Regions from separate parts of the Sus scrofa genome. Here region 2 is linked to region 1. A link is a contact called in public HiChIP or PLAC-seq data. All regions are on one chromosome and are shown on one strand. Each heading gives the region's core, a stretch centred on a gene start, on an enhancer-like site or on the middle of the called end of the contact. The rest is flanking DNA. Distances are from core to core; before and after follow the strand shown. Region 1 overlaps LOC100621792 (a long non-coding RNA gene). Region 2 has its middle 74 kb from the start of TNFAIP3.

Evidence for each region. HiChIP or PLAC-seq counts read pairs in DNA pulled down with a chosen protein or histone mark.
Region 2: a contact with region 1 is called in an H3K27ac HiChIP or PLAC-seq map of alveolar macrophages. The contact joins two enhancer-like sites. A contact is called at or near these places in 2 of 5 promoter capture datasets (fetal liver and liver), 6 of 47 Hi-C or Micro-C datasets (alveolar macrophages, blood, fetal heart ventricle and 3 more) and 1 of 2 datasets of contacts at active chromatin or transcription factors (alveolar macrophages).

The regions. Positions count from the first base shown.
Region 1 is chr1:26,503,781-26,510,209 of Sscrofa11.1, forward strand. The region is part of intron 1 of LOC100621792 (a long non-coding RNA gene); the gene reads left to right. Among named protein-coding and RNA genes, the nearest start is that of TNFAIP3, 21 kb to the left of the region's middle. Within about 2 kb of position 1,696, at least 5 of the 83 cell types and tissues checked have an H3K27ac peak or open chromatin away from gene starts, as enhancers often do. A contact at or near this core is called in alveolar macrophages and retroperitoneal adipose tissue, where this site is marked.
Region 2 is chr1:26,555,801-26,563,307 of Sscrofa11.1, forward strand. No RefSeq gene overlaps it. Among named protein-coding and RNA genes, the nearest start is that of TNFAIP3, 74 kb to the left of the region's middle. Within about 2 kb of position 2,766, at least 15 of the 83 cell types and tissues checked have an H3K27ac peak or open chromatin away from gene starts, as enhancers often do. A contact at or near this core is called in alveolar macrophages and retroperitoneal adipose tissue, where this site is marked.

The sequences.
Region 1 (6,429 bases), core at 446-2,945:
CTTTTCACCATGTCCTCACATGGGACAGGGGACAAGGGATCTCTCTGGCATTATTTATTTATGTGTGTATTTATTTACTTATTTATTTATTTTGCTTTTTAGGGCCGCACCTGTGGCATATGGAGGTTCCCAGGCTAGGGGTCGAATTGGAGCTACAGCTGCTGGATTACGTCAGAGCCACAGCAGCACCAGATCCGAGCCACATCTGTGATCTACACCACAGCTCACGGCAGTGCCGGATCCTTAATCTACTGATCAAGGCCAGGGATCGAACCCGCAACCTCATGGTTCCTAGTTGGATTTGTGTCCGCTGGACCACGATGGGAACTCCTCTGGCATCGTTTATACGTGCACTAATCTCATCCATGAGGGCTCTTCCCTTATGACCTAATCGCCTCCCAAAGGCCCTCCCTCCAGTTGCCAACACTGAACCACAATGGGCTCTCCTTTTTTTTTTTTTTCTTCTTCCCATTCAGTTTCAATTAAATATTTGCTGTGTGACTGCCACTGGGATTAGTCCACTATGGAGTGTAACTCTATTTCCCTACATAATTCCTAAAGGTAGATGGTATTGGGTCCACTTTACAGATGAGAAAACTGAGGATTAAGTTCAATGTTAACACCTAAGGCTACATAGACAGGAAATGTTGGAGCAGGAATGTTAGGCTCGGACTCCGCTATCTTTCCTCAAACCTCTCTGATGTGTTCCTTTTCCTGGACTAGCACTGCTCCAACTTCCAAGTGCAGCTGACTTACTGGGGTAAATGCAGATTCTGGTTCAGATTCGAATGGGGCCCAAGACTGCTTTTCTAATGTGCTTCCCAGGGATGGTGTTGTCATTGGTCCCTGAACCACCCAGTGAGTAGCCAAGGTCTAGAATAGGGGTGGCCAGATGGTACATATTTTTGGCTCTGTGGTCTACAAGATCTCTGTCACAGGTACCTAGTTTGGCCAAGGAAGTGTGAAAGCAACCATGGACAATATGTCATGAAATAAAAATGCGGCCCTGTTCCAATAACCTTTATTATGGAGACTGACACGTGAATTTCTGATAATTTTCGCAGGTCACAAAGTACTATTTTTCTTTGGATTTGCTTTCAACCATTTAAGAATGTGAAAAACATGGTCAGCTCCTAGGCCACTGTTTCCTGTCTCCAGTCATTCTAGAAATGCAGGGGCCTTGCTCTGATGGAGCTGAAAAACTCAGCAAAGAGGATGGTCCTGGGCTCTGAGGTCGTCTGAGATCAAAACCGACCACAGCAGTTGGCAAACTAAGACGGGAGAGCAAGGGCCTTGGCGCCAGAGCCACCTCTGTCATAAGCCTGGCCACGTTCAGTGAGGTGACACAGGAAGGCCTTTTAATCTTGATGTCTCAGTTTCCTCATGTCAAGTGGGGCTAAAAAGAGTACCTACCTCACAGGGTTATAGTGAAGACGTGGAGAAACGAACTAGGGCACAGAAAGTTTCAGTGATACCAGCAGAGAGGAATTAGGAGGTTGGAATTCCAATATCAGCATCCATGACTGACCCAAGGTGTGAAGACGAGCCCAGCCAAACCTGACCCGGCCTCGGAGCCCGGCAGCTTCGATTACGTGACAGAGAATTTGCTGATCACGCTGTGGGTGTAAACAACCATCCAAGTTTGAGGAAAACACAATGAGGAAGCGAGAACTAAGCACAGTTCTCTGTGGGGCGGGGTGGGGGGGGGACGTCAATGCAGAGCTCGTGTGAAGATGTCTATTTAAGGCAGGCAAGGGAAACCCTCAAGAGAGTGTTGACGTGGTTGGCATTCATTTAATAATCACAATTAATAGCTGACCCAGGCACTCATAACCATGCCGTTGGTAATAGCCTAGTGTTTAATAAGCAGCCATCTGTTTAATTCTCCCGATCACATAATAAGGTAAGCACCATTATTATTCCCTTTTAACAGATTAAAAACCGAGACAGAGAGAGGGTAACAGGCCCAAGGCCACCCTTTCTTTAAGAGGCAGTGCAGGCTGGTTCCAGCACCCTTGTTCTTCGTCACCACACTGGAAATTTTCACTCCAGGAGCTCTAGGGTCTCTGCATAAGATTAGCCTGGTAGAGCAGGACGATGTGGGTGGGGAGGGGGGGTCTTCTCCCAGAGAGCGAATGGGGTTCCCGGCTTTTGCAATTCTTTCCGGCCACTGGGGTGTGACAGCAAATCTGATGCATGTGGAAATGGAAATATTCTTTCTGTCTTTGTAGTTCACATTTACTAACCACTCAAGCCAGAGTCCTGTTGTAGTCATATGGTAGACAGTGCAAGTTCAGACTATTCTGTATCTTGTTTTTGTTTTTGTTTTTTTTCTTTTTAGGGCCACCTCTGCGGTATATGGAAGTTCCCAGGCTAGGGGGTAGATTGGAGCTACAGCTTCCAGCCTATGCCCCAGCCACAGCAACGCGGGAGCCAAGCCCCGTCTGCAACCTACACCACAGCTCGCAGCAGTGCCGGATCCTCAACCCACAGAGTGAGGCCAGAGATTGAACCTACATCCTCATGGGCACTAGGTGGGTTCTTAATGGCTGAGCCACAACGGGAACTCCCAGACTATTCTGTATTTTGATGTAGATTCATTGTCAGAGTGGGTGGGGGTGGCACACAATATTTTTGCTTCTTTTCTGGGTGGGAGATGACCCTGGCCTCAAATGTGGACTGTGCACAGGCAATATGAAACAGAAAGATGTCCATTGTGGATCAGAAGGAAATGTCCCTTGAAGCAGATCTTCTGAAATTAGTGCCTCTGATTACTTGGATCCTATGAGTCTATAGAAAACTTTGGGTGATTCCCCACATCGTGACCGTTGTTTTCCCATCAGTTATAGTCTAATGATTAAGCAGCTCTTTTTATATTGAATTTGGGAAAGGACTTTTAATAAGGGTATTCCCATCTCTAAATACCTCAGAGAATTTGCCCTGGAAAATTATCTCACTATGTGTGCCCATATTTGGTAGCTTCCTCACCAATGAGATCAGATTTCCTGGATGTTCCAGAATTGCCATTTCTGCATTTTGTTTTATTTGTTTGTTTTTAATTTGTGAGAACACTGAAACTAAAACTCTTGTTACCTTTTCTCCAAGGATAAAGAAGGATACATGGACTGCGTATCTTCATGGCTATAAAATTCTGTGTTTATAAGCTTTGACCGTGACCCAGTGTCAGCTTTCCCAGTAAAGCAAAACAATTTCAAATTTTCTGAATTCTCGAAGAAACCTTTCTAGCTGATTAGTGACTGTATAGTTCCAATAGATTCTGTGCCTGATTTCTAATAGAGTAATAGGTCTGTCCTGAATTCTAGCTCTGCATAAAATTAATATTTTATTAATAGGAAATAATATATAATGATAACGTTTTTATTAAGGCAATGGTAATCATGAATATAAGCACTTCAAATATAACTGGCATTTGTGATGGAGATTTACTTTCAGTTTTCTTTTTTTTGGCCATGCCTGTGTCATGCAGAAGTTCCTGGGCCAGGGATCGAACCAGCAGTAACCAGAGCCATAGCAGTGACAACGCTGGATCCTTAACCCACTGAACCACCAGGGAATGCCTTCATATTCTTTTTTATTGATTTAATACATAGAGATTTTGTAATGGCATCGATTTCAGGTTTTTTTTTTTTTTTTTTTTTTTTTTTTTTTTTTTTTTTTTTTTTTATGTGTGTGTGTTTTTGTCTTTTTGTCTTTTTAGGGCTACACCCACAGCATATGGAGGTTCCCAGGATAGGGGTCCAATCAGGGCGACAGCTGCCAGCCTATGTCACAGCCACAGCAACTTGGGATGTGAGCCATGTCTGTGGCCCACAGCACAGATCATGGCAACGCAGGATCCCTAACCCACTGAGCGAGCCCAGGGATTGAACCCGCATCCTCATGGATACTAGTCGGGTTCGTTAACTACTGAGCCATGCTGAGAACTCCTGGATTTCAGTTTTATAAGAAGTATTCCTTCAGTGGTTAAAGGGCAGAGCCTGCCTAATTTCTATGGAATATACAGCCAAGAAAATCATTGGAAAGAGTGGTTTAGTTAAATGAGAGTCATAGAAAAAGTCCTGAATTTCTTTAAACATGCTATGTAGCAATTTCTTAATATATTATGAGGGTGCAGTCAGTTGTAAAAATACATGGAATACCAGGAATTCCTAGCCTCAGTCTGGTCTCATAAACACCATATGACCTTTAGTAAGTGGCTGGGGACAGATCCTTATGGCAGTAAAGTTTTGATTTTGTGTTCTAGAAAGATTGTTCATAATTCGACTTCCAAATACCCCATTAACTAATGTTTGCTTACATGAAGACTAGAAAAGAAAAACAACAGAAAAAAAGATTTCTAAAATACATTTTCTAAAAATTTTCTATTTTGAAAAGAAATTCTTGAGGCAAATGATCTCACAGGTGTTTGGACATCCAGTAAAAAGAAAACCAGACCAACATCCTAGTCTGGGGAATACAAAGTAATTTAGGTTATTTTAGGTTCCCTTTGGTTAAATGAGGAATTCATTAGTGTCTATTAGAGATTATTATTGTATGTGTTTTAACTCCCAAAAATCTATATTGAGGAGTCCAGGACAGTATTCAGTTAGGTACTGTTTTGTGGTTCCTATGAACAAAGGCTATCAAATTCTTTAATTTTTTTTTTTTTTTCTTTTTAGGGCCACACCCACAGCATATGAAAGTTCCCAGGCTAGAGGTCTAATCGGAGCTACAGCTGCTGGCCTACACCACAGCCACAGCAACACTGGATCTGAGCTGCACCTGCGACCAACGCCACAGCTCACGGCAATGCCAGGTCCTTAACCCACTGAGTGAGGCCAGGGATGGAACCCGAATCCTCATGGATACTAGTCAGGCTCTTAACCCACTGAGCCACAATGGGAACTCCAGGCTATCAAATTCAAAGGAGGACATATTAACAAGGCAAGAAATGACCTCCTCTAGGGAAGCAGGTCTTAAACAGGGACAATGTCAGATGGGCTCTGGAGAGGGGCAGGGGCCTGCCAGGAGAGAGAAATCATGTGGACCAAGTCACTGAGGTGGGCAGTGATCCCAGCAAGTTAATGCAAGTGTGGAAAAACTTTCCTGATTCAAGCAGAAAAAAAATTGGCCTTGGTCACATCACAGAGGCCACTGCAAGTCACCAGGGGACTTCAGCTTTGTTTGGGAATCCTAGAAGAATTTTAAGCAGGGAAGAGCTCTGATAAAAGTGATATTTAAAGAAGATTGCTTTTGCAGTGGCATACCCTGGCAAAGACTGGAAGGTGGCCCTTTGGGTAGAAGCTTCTTGTATGTTTTTATATTCTAGGGTCTTAATTTAGGAGATTAGCTATTTTGACACCTAGTAGACCACTTATCTTCACATTCATTTAGATAGCTTAGCTAACAATTTAAATTTATTTAATGCAATATTGTGTCCATATTTTATATCAAAATACTCCATAAACTTTACTACTACTTCTGGTCCTTTGGACCAAAGGCAGGTAAAAATACAGAAACGGGGACCCATCAGGGATGGCTTGTATTGGTAGAAAAAGTGGACACAGTGTTTGCCCCCAGAATGCCTGCCCATTGAGAAAGATTGGCTGTCAGCAAATCATAACAGAAAGAACTAGTTACCATGGTGCTAAGTAGGGAGGGGTAAATGGGGGACGTCTGAGAAGGGGTTCTAAAGCAGATTTATGGCCTGAGGATTGGGGAGAAAGTCTCTCGGGGAAGTGACATTCAAAATGAGATCTGATTGGCTTGGACGAAGGGAGAGTCGGAGCTGAAGTGGGTTTGAAATTCTAAGAAGAGGAAATTAGACTTGTGGGGGCCCTGGGGTGAAACGGAGTCCAGAGCATTCAAGGAACTGAAAGAAGGCCAGCTGGACTGGAGTGGCAGGGTACAGCCCAAGCAGGATGGAGAGAGACTGGGAGGGGGCAGATGGCACCGGGCCTTGAAAACCACAATAAGGGCTTTCAGGGCGCTGCTCCTTCTCCTTCAACGTGTGCCTTCCCCTCCCCCGACCAAGAGCCCCAGTGATTTCAACATCCACACTTAGCATCAAGGCCTCAGACTAACTGCGACACTTTGGTGCACAGAAGCTACAGCTGAGCACGGCCACGCATTTAAGGTCAGCTGAGTGCTCCATCTGTATTATCCTAAACCCTGAAATTCTCTGTGTGGCCATGGCCACTTAGCCTTTCATCTCTGGCCTAGCTGCTGTTTGACCTCGGAGCACATTCAGTTCCATTGCTGTTTGACCTCGGAGCACATTCAGTTCCATCACTGTTCCTGACGCTTGTTCACCCACTGGGTCTTCTCAGCCCCCTGCACAGAGCTCAGGGGCAACCACTCAACCAGACCCTCCCTCTGGAGGAACCACGTGCCTGTTGTCTGTGCTCCATTCTTGATTTTGCTGGGAAA
Region 2 (7,507 bases), core at 1,516-4,015, 53 kb after region 1:
AGCCAACTAGGCTTCAAGCTAGAGCCAATCAAGAAATTACTTTCTTTCCATAAAGTCTTACCCCTAGCTTTGGTTGCTAGAGCACTCCTAGCTACTTTTTGGTTTCTGTTGCCTAATTGGAATTGATGTCCGCTCAAATAAACTCTTAAATTAAAAAAAAATGCCTCAGTTTATCTTTTAACAAGGTTTGTTTTTGTTGTCGTTGATTTAGGGCCATGCCCGTAGCATGTGAAAGTTCCCAGGCTAGGGGTCAAATCAGAGCTGCAGCTGCCAGCCTATGCCACAGCCACAGCAACCCTGGATCAGAGCCACATCTACAATCTACACCACAGCTCATGGCAATGCCGGATTCTTAACCCACTGAGTGAGGCCAGGGATTGAACCTGCACCCTCACAGGCACTAGTCAGGTTCCTCTCTGCTGAGCCATAAAGGGAATTCCATATTTTTAACAAGGTTTAGATCAGTGTTTGACACTCAATAAATGTCTGCTGCCTTAAGGCCTGGTGATAGGAAGAATCTTACACGGCCCCTGCGATGTTCCTGGGATGTACTCCTTATGTAATTCCCACACCTTGAGTATGGGCAGAACCTTTGAATCACAGGCACATCACTCTTGTGATAAGGTTGCTCATCAGTTGACTTCACCTTCATTAAAAGAGAGGTTATCTAGTGGACCTGACCCAATCACAGAAGCCCTTTACATCTAGAAGCCAGAGACAGGAAAAACCAAAACGACTTAAAGTGAAAGAGCCTGTGGGGGAGGCCACATGGCAGTGAACTGTAGGCAGTCTCGGCCAGCCAGCCAGAGAACAGGGGCTGCAGTCCTTCACCCACAAGGACCTGAATTCTGCCAACAGCTACATAAACTTGGAAAAGGACCCTGAGCTCCAGAAAGGAGTGCAGCCTGGCCAACACCTTTATTTCAGTTTTGTGAAATCCTAAGCAGAGAACCTAGTTCAACTGGGCCTGGATTTCTGACTTACAGAAACTGTAGAGATAATAAAGGTTTGTTGTTTTAAACTGCTAAATGTGTGGTAATCTGTTATGAGCAATAGGAAACTAAGACAGACCTCAAAAAGACAAACAAAAAGGTGACATTTCAATCATATGTCACTAAGTGTCAGTGGAAGGACTGGACCCAGAGGACATCTCCGTCACAACCTATATGTAAGCGACACCCAAAGTCATTACTGAGCAGGAAAACCTGTCAAAAAATACACTTAACAAACCAACAGGGTGTGAGACTCTGGGCGAGTCTCTTTAGCTTAGTTTCCTTTCTGTAATGTTAGTAAGTTGAACCAGATGGCAACTAGGCTGCTGTGTTTACTGCCAGTCTGAATTCTTTCAGGATCTCAAACAGGGAACCTGGCAGGAATAGAGGTGCCTTTGTAACAGAGACCTTATCCTGGCTGAGCGAACTGGACTAAACATTGCAGTTCCCCTTTAACAGAGGCACTTTGGGTGTTCCTAAGAGTGTAGACAGGGATTCATATAGGCAAGGCTACAAACATTAGTGAGCTTAGCTCAAAAATATCTTATTTAATAGATACCTTTTTCTCCAATAAGTTTAAATTGCTTGAAATATGTGTCATTCATCTTTGATTCAACTTTAAAGAATAAAAAGGGGCTGTACTCATGCGTTCTGGAAAGCTACTGACATGCCCAAGAACACACTCAGGTGCTAGCTGATGGCAGGCAGAGGGGAGCCTGATACAAAGTTCTTTGGTTTCAGTTTGCTTTGAAGTTCTTCAGGCACTGGTTAAAATGAAGATGCCCTGATCTTCACCAGCTCTCCCAGGGAGTCGGATTGGGAAGGTGCTGGGATGGGCCCCAGAGGTTTGCGTTTTTAGACAGCAATCATGACGATTCTGAAAGCAGGTGGTCTGGGGGCTGAACTAGAGAACCTGCAAGGCTTGAAAGAAGTATCACAAATAGTAAATTGGAGATTATCTAGAGTATCAAGAAGCAAAATCCACCTCCTATGGTTGAACAACAACGTCTCAATGAAGAAATGCTAGAGGTGTGGGCAGGTTTAAGGGAAACAGGAGAGGTATTAAAACACTCAGCGGCTGTGGGAAGCCATCACCATCGGCAGGACCGAAGGAGCAAGGAGAAGGCAATAGTGTCACTAAATTCCATTGAACAGTGGGGCTGTTGAGGATGGCCCCCAGCAGAGGCAGTAGTCAAAAGGGATGCAGCAAATGCCAGAGCCTGTGTGAAAGCAGGGAAGATACCAAGAGAAAGGGGGAGAGTGCCCTCCAAGGGGGAACCCAAGTTGAAGTGGGCCAGCAAGAATCCTGAACGCATTCCCCCAAGTGCTTCAAGGGCACCGATGAGGGCAGAGGAGGACAGCAAACGGATGGGGAAGGCAGGAGTGGCCATGAAAAATAATCGGCACATTTTAAATCTCAAGTACAAAATCAGCAGCAGCATGAAGAATTGCTGAGCGATTAAAATTGTGAATAGACCAAAAGGGACACAGTAACTACCAGAGAGAATCAGTTAATATAAGGTGTTCTAGAGCCAGATGCCGGAGGGGGAGGGGCTCAGGATGGGGACGTGGAGGTAAGAAAGTGTGTGAGAAGAGAAAAGAAGACGGTAGGTCAGGGGTGTGGTGCTTGTGCCCCTCACAGATTACTCTGCTGCAGTGAGCCCCAAAGACCATGAGAATTAACACCCACATATACTCTAGCAGCCTTCCAAAGACCTTTCAGACTGAAAGGCATCAGCTCTCTGGAGCACATTTCGACGTTTTTCTTTGCTGACAGTATTGCCAAAGCTCACTGCTGCCCTCTGGATACAACAAAACAATGTAACTAACAGAGCACTCACCACTGCTTGCCTTGTCATTATGATTAATGAAGAACAGCTATTTCCCTCACTATATTATACACACCATTCAAAAAATAAGCTGTCAAGGAAAAATGTTTTATGTAACTGGGCTGTGTATTTCAGCTCATAGTACAGCCGAGATACGTAGAGAAAAAGGAATTTCTTTACCTTTTGTTTAACTGAAGTGGCTGTCCTTCCAAGTGCCCACCCATTGGGAAGTAGGGGAAAAGTTGAATGTCCAGTCTGTTTTAAAGCTCCAGTGGTGTAAAAAGTCTCTTAGGTTAACTTAAATTGCTATTGGATAAAGCTGCTTGGGGGTCCAGTTAACCTGGCCTTCCCCTTGCATTTCAACGTACTTGAAATGATAGAGTCTAGAGTATGGCTTACTGGTTCCCAGTTGTATTGGGGTGGGGTGGGATTGTTGGCTCTTGGCCTCGTGAGGTTTCATGAGTTGCTCTTGGAGGAATCTGCCCATCTCCAATAGGCAATGCCTTGTCCAGCAGGTCCCGCTGCCCTTTGAGTCTGAAATCTGCAGCTGGCAAAATCTGGCTAAGCAAGGTTCTTGAAAAGAACTTGCTATACATTCCTTGCTCACTGACTCTGCTTCTCCTCAATGCTAATGTACTATAGCTGCTGGGTTTCTGCTCTTTTCCCTTCAGGTCCTTGGCCTGGCTGTCCACCCATGACCTTTTCTGTGGGGTCATCTTGCTTTGTCACAGCAGGCCTGTGGCTGGTTCTCTGCACTCAACGTAGAGTCTTGTGGGGCAAAGGGGACAAGGGACGTTCCAGATGGCCAGCTAGACCTTTCCTATCTCCCCGTGTTTTCACACTCTTGGGCACCTAGATGACCGCATGTTGTCATTGGCCTTCTATAATCTTCTACCTAAGATACAAATGGACAGGTTGGGGAACCCCTTTTCTCTGAGACATTCCTTCAAATTATCTAAACCATATCTGGTAATTCTTCATTAGTTGCAGATTTCATATTTGTGAATTTGCCTGCTAGCTGAAATTTATTTTAACCCCCAAATCAACACTCCTGTACTTTCACCATCATTTGTGGACATATACAGAGTGGTGAAAAATTTGAGTTGTCCTTTGTGTATGTTTCCAGGTGAAGTCCTATAAGGTGACACTCTGCCTTCTTGTTTCAGTGCACACACTGTAAACAAGTGTTCTTTTTGTGTTATACTTAATGCCACGTTTTTCATATCTGTTTGCTTTGTATTGGTGATTTTGCTCTTTGAAATGGCTTGCTGTGTAGTCCTGAAGTGCTGTGTAGATTTCCTAAGGGCAAGAAGACTATGATGTGGCTTAATGGGAGAGAATACATGTGGTATGGACTGAACACGTGAGAAAATACATATGGGTATGGACCAAATGCTTGTGTTCTCCAAAATTCCTATGTTGAAGCCTAACCTCCAGGGTCATCATATTTTCCAGCCTCCAGAACCGTGAGAAAATAAATTTCTGTTAAGTCATGCAATCTGTGGTATTTTGTCATGGCAGCCTGAGCTAAGACATGTTTTAAATAAGCTTCCTTCATGTATTACAGACCTGTTGGCTGTGAGTTCAATATTCTTGAATTAACAATTATCTATCAAATATTTTAAAACAGATACCTACATAAAACAGAGTTATATGTCAATTGGTTAATGAATTAAAAAATTCTGCTTCATTAAAATACCATCAGGGGAATGAGAAGACAAGCTGCCGAATGGGAGAAAATATTTCAAGAGACATATCTGACAAAGGACTATTGTCCCAAATATAAAAAGATGTTGTAAAACTCAGCAGTAAGGAAAGGAACGACCTGCTTAAATCATGGGCAGAAGACCTGAACAGACATCTCACTGAAGAGAATATATGGATGGCCAATAAGCATATAAAAAGACACTCCACATCTTATGTAATGAGGAAAATGCAAGTTAAAACAGCAATGAAAGGAGTTCCCACTGTGGTGCAATGGATTAAGGATACATTGTTGCCACAACTGTGGTGTAGAAGTTGCATCTGTGGTTCAGATTCAGTCTCTGACCCAGAAAATTCCATATGCCATGGGTGTGGAAAAAAAAAAAAAAAAAAAAAAAAGCAAAGCAATGCGATACCACCACATGCCTGTTAGAACGGCCCAAATCCAGTACAGTGACAACACCAAATGCTAGCAAGGATAGAGAGCAACAGGAAGCCTTATTCATCACTGAAAAGAATACAAAATGGCGCAGACATTTTGGAAGACACTTTGGCAGGGTCTTACAAAACTAAATATATTCTTACCATGTGATCAAGCAGTCATGCTCCTTTACTCAATATATTTACTCCAATGAGTTGAAAACTTATGTCTACACAAAAATCCCCACATAGATGTTTAGAGTAGCTTTATTCATATTTGCCAAAACTTAGAAGCAATTAAGACATCTTCCAGTACATGAAAAGATCAATAAACTGTATTAGTCTTCTTCAGCTACTAAAACAAAATATCTATATGACTATATGACTTAACATAATTTTTTTTTTTTTTTTTACAGTTCTGAAGGCTGGAAGTTTAAGATTAACGTACTGGAAATTTGACTACTAGTAAGAGACTTATTCCTGGCTTGCAGATGCCTACCTTCTTATTCTGTCCTCACATGGCCCTTTTGTTTCTGTGTATGTCTCTTCTTTTTATAAGGACACCAGTCCTATTGGATTAGGGCCCCACTTTAGCAGTATTCCAATAGAACTGGTGTCCTTATTTAGCCTTAATTACCTCCTTAAAGTCTAGTCACATTGGGGGTTAGGGGTTCAATATATGAATTTTGTGAGGACATAACTCAGTCTATAACACAGACATAATCCAGGCAATAAAATGTTATTTAGTATTAAAAAGAAATGAGCTAATAAGCCATGAAAAAACCATGGGGAATACCTTAAATGTGTATTACTAAGTGGAAGAAGCCAAGCTGAAATGGCTCTGTAATGTATGATTCCAACTACATGACTGACTATGGAGACAGCGAAAGATCAGTGGTTGCCAGGGAGAAGGAGAGATAAACAGAAATTTTTTAGGTAGTGAAACTACCTGTATGATACCATGAAGGTAACTATGTGTCACTGTTCATCAAAACCTGGAGCATGTACGATACCAGGAATGACCTCTAGTGTAACCTATGGACTTTGGTTAATTAGGATGTGTCAATGCAGCTTCATGCACTGTAACAAATGCACCACTATGAGAGCAGATATTGATGGTCAGGGAGGCTGTGAGTGTGGGGGGCATAGGGGACATGGGAGCACATGCTCCTTGTTGCTCAATTTTGCTGTGAACCTAAAATTGCTCTAAAAATAAAATCTATTTAAAAAGAAAAAAATGTGTGAGCCACAAGCCCACAGGAACCTAACCCTTGGTTTCCTCAGAAACAATGGTCCAGTATTTGCTAATTCAGTGCTTGTGGTGATCTTATAGAACAGACTGTAGTGAATAAAAATTGACTGATAGAGTCTCACTCCAGGCCAAAAACCAGGAAGGGGCAAATGGGATATTCCTCGGGCTGTTGGCCTATCCCCTTCCATTCCTTCTCCTTCCTTACCTTCTCTGCGGTCCAGAAAAGAAAGTCCCCCTTCCCCACCACACACTCTGCCCTTCACTAATCTACTTCCTGTTCTTGAAATATCTCATGTAAAAGTCTGGGATCTAGTTGGTCAGGCAGGTTCATTGTTAAGCTAAAGGGGTAAAGACACGGGGACAATCTTTCTCAAAGACTTAGGCAAGTTCGTAAAGCTGATGTTAGGTTTCAAAATCCCACTAGGGAATGCCAGGTGGTTATTCTCTTCCATCTTCTCAGATTTCTTCTGATATTCCCCCAAATCTCCTGCTGTGCCCTGCCTTCCTCACCTCTGGATATTCCATGCCAATGAAGAAAAAAGATTATGCCCTGGCAAGGCAAAGAGAGCACAGCCCATCAACCATTTGTGCCAAGTTGTCTTCATTTTCTCTGGGCCTGGAAGACTCGCAGCGCAGAGCTGTGCACCATGACAAGAGCAGGTGCTCAGTCAGGGACCACACCTGAGCCAGAAGCAGTTGAGTAAGAAGCACCATGTGGTTGCCACACCTCCAAACGGCAGGTGTCGATGTGTATCTTTTCCCCTTCCTTCTTCCTCCTTTGATTGTCACACCTTAGTGATCCTGTAACCAAATCTCTTTAAGGATAAAACCTCCAGGAGACACAGTCATCTTGGTGATGCTTTTTCTAGCCTAGTCTTGAGCACTGCCCAACACCCCCTGCCCCCCGTGGCTGCCAGCTCTTAAGGCATCACGTGGTCTTCAGGTTTTCATCAAATATCTTCACATCCTTCCATTATGTAGGTGGCACTTGGGAAAGTGCCCCTAACGATTTGAAATGAAACTGCACTCTAGGAGTTCCCGTTGTGGCTCAGTGGGTTAAGAACCTGATCTAGTGTCTGTGAGGATGTGGGTTTGATCCCTGGCCTCTCTCAGTGGCTTAAGGATCCAGTATTGTTGCATGCTGTGATCCAGATGTGGCTCAGATCCAGTGTCGCCATGGTTGTGGCTAGGCTGGCAGCTGCAGCTCTGATTCAACCCCTAATCCGGGAACTTCCATATGCTGCAGGTGCAGCCATAAAAAAAAAAAAAAAAAAAAAAAAAAAAAAAAAAAAAAAAAAGAGAGAGAGAGA